Regions from separate parts of the Macaca mulatta genome. Here region 2 is linked to region 1. A link is a contact called in public Hi-C data. All regions are on one chromosome and are shown on one strand. Each heading gives the region's core, a stretch centred on a gene start, on an enhancer-like site or on the middle of the called end of the contact. The rest is flanking DNA. Distances are from core to core; before and after follow the strand shown.

Evidence for each region. A called contact is a pair of places that touch in the nucleus more often than the background predicts.
Region 2: a Hi-C map of fetal cortex germinal zone shows a contact between it and region 1, with 2.5 times the contacts expected there. The contact joins the enhancer-like site here to the promoter of SLC25A36 in region 1. A contact is called at or near these places in 2 of 14 Hi-C or Micro-C datasets (fetal cortex germinal zone and fetal cortical plate).

What each region holds. Positions count from the first base shown.
Region 1 is chr2:43,941,226-43,943,925 of T2T-MMU8v2.0, reverse strand. It overlaps SLC25A36 (solute carrier family 25 member 36), which reads right to left and starts at 1,429. Exons shown (of 7, transcript XM_015132003.3): 1 at 1,158-1,429. The coding sequence starts at 1,198.
Region 2 is chr2:44,090,260-44,093,177 of T2T-MMU8v2.0, reverse strand. The region is part of intron 2 of SPSB4 (splA/ryanodine receptor domain and SOCS box containing 4); the gene reads right to left. Among named protein-coding and RNA genes, the nearest start is that of SPSB4, 44 kb to the right of the region's middle. Within about 2 kb of position 1,512, at least 14 of the 40 cell types and tissues checked have an H3K27ac peak or open chromatin away from gene starts, as enhancers often do. A contact at or near this core is called in fetal cortex germinal zone and fetal cortical plate, where this site is marked.

The DNA of each region.
Region 1 (2,700 bases), core at 180-2,679:
TCTTTCATAATCTCAAAAGTGGTGGATCTAAAAACTGTAGTATTCAAGAAGATGCCAGTAACAGTCTCAGCATAAATCACCGAAGCCATTTTTGATTTAAAAAAACTCTTTATAATCCTCCAAATAAGTAACTCTTAAAATTGCTATGATTCTCCAAATGATTTAGAAGAAACAAATCTAAACAGGAGGCTAAATTGGCAGCTCTAATACTCATGTTGGCAATCAGGGAACTAAGACTTTGGGCTTAGTCCTAATCTTGCACACACATAGTAACTATTAACACTATCTTCAAAAAATCTGACCTCTCTCCACTCCTACTTTCTCCTAAGCAGCAGAAAAGCAGACGGTGTACAAGAGGGGTGGTTTTCTCGAAAGGAATCTGACCCCAAAAGTACTCCAAAGCTTTGCACCCCATTCACCACCTCGAAAAGCTCGGGCAAGAAATTTTCCAAGGCCTAGAAACACCCTACAGCAACCACGGGAGAATACCAACGCCTTCCCCGCTGGATCCCGTAGCTCCCTTACCACCCACCCTGCAAAGCCGAGCCCGGAAATGAGCTGCCCGAGGTCCGAGGTGGGGCGTGAGTGACGTGCGGAGGCCCAAGCGCGCGGCAAGGAGCGAAGGCTGAAGGAGGCTCCGGCGCCCATTTTGTCCTCAGCCTCCGCACTTTCCGCCCCGTCCCCTTGGGCCATGCAACCTACGCGAAATCCGGAGCCAGGCTACTCAAAGCGGCCCTGCATCCCCGACACCCGCTAGACTGCGGCGTGCAGCCGGGTCCAGAGGCGGTCGGGTAATCAAGCGCCGACCCCAGTTCTCGCCGGCGTCTCCTGAGACGCTTGAACTCGGCCTCCGCCTCACTCCAGGCCCCGCGGGCCCAAACCTCACTCCCGGCCCGGGTTATGAAACCCTCAACCTTGTCTGCCTGGGCCTCTCTCGCTCTCGGGCCCGGGCCTCACCCCCTTGCTTCCCCGAACCGAAACCCCCTACGCCACCCACGGGCTGGGTCTCTCCCCTCACCCGCGGGCCCGTGGCTGCTACCCGCCCAGGCCTCACCCCCGCCCCCCCTCGTCCCCCTTCACCCCCCTTCGCCCCTCTCGCCTGCGTCTTCGGCCCCAGCACCCTCAGCCCCAGTGCGCACGCCCCGCCAGGACCGTACCCCCCGGCAAACAGATGCACTAGCGTGTCCCTCTGGCTCATTCTCTCTCCCGCATGTCCTTCGGGCGCTGAGGCGGGACGCGGATCTGGCCGCCCGCTACGGCAGGCGGCTTCGGTCCCGGACTGGAGACGCACAGCGCCCCGGGGACAGCGAGGAGAGCTGGCCGAGACGCGGCTGCAGAAAGCAACCCGGCACAGCCCTCCCCGCGGCACTCTAGCCGCCCCGCCGCCTGCCTAAGCGCGCCGCCCTCCACCGAAGGCTGAGAGAGACCCGGCGCAGCGCGACAGAGGGTGGGCGGGGGATGGTAGGGGGAAGATGACTATTTGATGGCCCCCGACATAAACAGAGGCTCCCATTGGTCTGAGCGTCGTGACGTCAAGCACTCTGCAGGGCTCTTTCACGTGATCCCTGTGGGCTCTCTCAATGAAAGGGGCCACGAGGCGTGGCCAGAGCGCGTGCCCACGGGGTGGTAGGTCACCGCGCCTCTCGCACCTGAGGCCTGGGGCGAGAGACCTGGAATGAACGCGACAATCACGGCTGCGCTCTCCTGAACAGGGAACTGGCGGGGCTGGAAAAATCGCCTTGGTTCCGGGTTCACAAGAGTATTACTTTGAAAAAATTGGATTTATGACCCAGCAATTCCCTTGGTGATAGGTCTATCTCAGAGTAACATTTCGCACAATGCATAAAAAGGTTTGTGCATGGATACTCCTGTACAGGCTCTCAAACAGTACAGAATTATGAACAATGCTTGTAGTAGCAGAAAATTGAAATCAGTGGGGGAATGAAATAAATCACGGAACATTCCTACTATGGAATATTATGTAATCGTGACAAGGGATGAGGTGATTCCATATGGCAAAAAATCTCCCGAGGTGTGTAATAAGTAAAAAAGGCAAGTAGAATTTAAACACTCGGGTTTATTTTTTAAATAATAAAGTAAAAGTTCATGGAAAATGGAATTAAAATATACAATTTAAAAATACAAACTTTGTTTTTCAACGTAAGCTTCATCAAGTTAAAAACACTTTGGTAAGTGATGATACCAGTTGTTTAGTCCATCTGTAAAGAATTGAGGGTTATGGGAATTTAATCATGAAAACGCAGGCTTTTTTACATTATTAACTGAAGAAAAATGGGTGCCATTTACAGATTTTTCACGATTAGAAAACAAAAATATGTCAGAAGGAGCCAGGTCAGGAATGTTAGATGGATACCTAATAGTTTCCCATCGAAATCCCCGGAAAAATGCCCTTATTTAAAGAGGAATGAGCAGGAACATTGTCCTGGTGGAGAAGGACTCTCGGGTGAAGATTTCGTAGGTGTTTTTCTGCTAAAGCTTTGCTTCACTTTCTCCTGTAATAAGCAGATGTTATTGTTCTTCGGCCCTCCAGAAAGTCAACAGGCAAAATACCTTGAGCATCCCAAAAAGCTGCTACTCTGACTTCGGCTCTTGACCAGTCCACTTTTGATTTGACTGGACCACTTGCACCTCTTGGTAACTATTGCTTTGATTGTGCTTTGGCTTCAGGATCATACTGGG
Region 2 (2,918 bases), core at 263-2,762, 150 kb before region 1:
TCCAGGCACAGGGCTCTGGACTACATGTTTTTCAAGGGCTTTAAAAAATGTTTGAGACATGTGGTGAACTTATTGGTTCAAAAACTACTGAAAGTTAAAATGAATATGTTTTAATTAAACACCTACCAAAAAAAAGAGCATTATGTCAAGAAGTCACATGCAACTTGGATCCTAGTTACACATCCATTATGTTTAATGTAGGATGCTATATACTTTAATATGTTTACTATGATGTTAACAAATACGTGAGCAGCACATGCTGGAAAAAGAGAGAGAGCACAAAGAATATGGAATTAGAAACCCAAATGGTCTCCATACTCTAGGAAATCTGTCATAGTGCAGTTAGATGGAACCCATTAGGAATTCCTGTAAAGTCCTGTTTTTAGGCCTTGGAGATCAATCCAGCTGGCAGGACAGGGAGAGCTGGCCTGGCAATATGTTCCATGAAAGAGAGTCACAAGTTCTCTGAGACAGGGCAATATGAGCTGGCTGTTCAATTAGCTAAGACTAACAGAGGCTGCATCAAAAGAAGTATAAGGTCCAGATGATGGGAGGTGAGGGTCCTACTACAACCTGTGTTTTAGGAGGTCCCAAGTGTCTAACACGTCATGTACCTCCTTTGGTCACTACATTCATGTGCCATGTTATTCAGCTATTTAGATGTTTCCCCTTGTGCTCCTGGGTGGTTGTCACATTCTAGGTTTGGCTCCTTTTCTACAAGGAAGCATAAAAAAGGCTTTCGGCTGACGCAGAAGGTACCTCCGGTTTTTCTGCCTCAGGCATTATTCCTACCTCTGTTCTTCCCCCACTTATCTACCTGGACCCTTCCTGGCTCCCCTGAGAGTTTTCTGGGACTTGGTGTTGTCAAAAGTCATATAAACCCTAATGTCATCTGGTTCTGTTGTTCCCCACGGCCACAGACATCAGGCAGAAGAAGGAAGTTTTTACGTTTAGCTGTAAGAAGGATGGATGAGGAAGACCTGTGCTCTTCTTGCCCAAATCCAGGCCTTGGGTCCCAATCCAGACTTGCTCTCAGGAGTCTCCTGGCTCTCCACTGAGTCTGGATCCAAGATCTCCAATAATCTCTGCCACATCTCCTCCCTGGGCCTCCCTCATCCTGGGAGAGTACCTCTGCCCACAGTGCCAGCTCCACCCCGGTTAGCCCCAGGCCCAGCCTCATAAGCAGAAAGCACTGGGATAGATTTTCCAGAATGTTCCGAGGGGACAGGACACAATGGGTCCAGGTCCTGGCAGCTTCCCAGGAAGTTTGGGTGGGCACAGGCCCTCCTCATCCATCCTTCTCACAGAGAGAAGCAAAAAATCCCTTCTTCTGCCTGATGTCCGGGGCAGTGGGGGACAACAGAGCCAGATGACATTAGGATTTATATGACTTTTGACAACACCAAGTCCCAGCAAAGTCTCAGGGGAGGCGGGAAGGGAGCAGGTGGGTGAGTGGGGAATGAATAAGTCTGTTCTGCGCCCCAGGACAGCCTCTTCCATTATGCATTTGTATTCATTCCGTAGCCATGGTGCTCCAGGCAGCGACCCAAACAATACAGAGGACACAGCTGTTGAGGAGCTTATAGTCTCAAATTTTCCGCCTCAGAGTAGCCCGGAAATCCCTTCCTGAACATGCCCTCCGCAGTCTCGGCAGCACAGCAACTCTCCGGGGACTGCGCAGGGCTGCGGCATCACCCTCACACCTAGCACACAGGCATACTGCTGCACGGTGGCTGAAGCGGTCTTCACCCCTACCCCTGGCCTGCCTCGGCCTCTTCCCCGCCTCTAACCCAAATACGGACGGACGAGACACACCCCGTTTGGCAGCAGAATACGCCGCCAGCCAGTGGAGGCTTTTCTCTCACATGATACAATGCATCCCTAGTGGTCTCTAAGGTACTTCCAAATCTCCCATGTTCTCTGGGAGGAGCAGTGCAGCCACAGAGAAAATGGATGAGGTCTTGGAGACAAGGGAAGCACAGGCAGGATAGTGGGCAAGTGACATCGGGAAGGCTTGTCCTCAGCCAGCTACAGGGTGAGCCAACACAAGGGGTAGCGTGAGGGGGCTGGAGAATGTGTACACCAACCCTCCAGACAGTGATTGAGGGCCGCTCCCAGGGGGCACAGGTGGGGGGCTGTGGGGGACTGGGGGTGGGGAGCGGGCAGGGCACAAGGGAAAACCTTCAGGCCAAGAAATAAGCCAGCATCTCAGTCTAGCAGGCAACCAGCTTCCTCCTCAGGGTGCAATAAGGCGGTTTCCACTTGAGAGCATTTTGTTACAGGACTTTTGGGGGTGGTTTAAAAAAAAGGCCCAGGAGTAAACACAATATCCAACCCATGTTTTCTTCAGGGCATCGTTAAAAAATTACCTCCTCTAAGAGGCCTTCCCTGAGTCTCTCACCAGCCATTCTCTGGGTTCAGGGCACAGAAGCGCATGCAACAAGCTGTCCAGCTCAGCTCCCTCCGAGGCGACTGACAGAGATAAGGAGCTGCCTCATCTCCCCATGGTCACCTGGAGAGGGCAGGAGCGGAGACTCTCCCCCGGATGTCCCATGGCAGCCAGTGCAGATCTGGAAACAGCCAGACACAAATGCAATGACTCATTCATTCACCAGGTTCCCATCCACCTGCTCTGCGCCGGCCCAGTGCTGGAGGCCAGAGGTGCACAGACCAACCAGGCTCACAGTCAGGTGAGGAGGGCCATGGCGGGAGAGGACTGGGAGCTGGAGGAGGAAGAGAAGGTGGCCATGAGAAGTGTCAGCCTCGGGGCAAACCATTGAGCCCCAGCTGACCCCAGGCAGCAAGGCTGCAGCAAACTGCTCTAGACATACAGCAAGCATGCCCGGCTGCCATCAACTACAGGGAACCTGGCCAGGCCGGGGGAGAGTTTGCCTGCCAGGACCTGGCTGGCTTTGTTT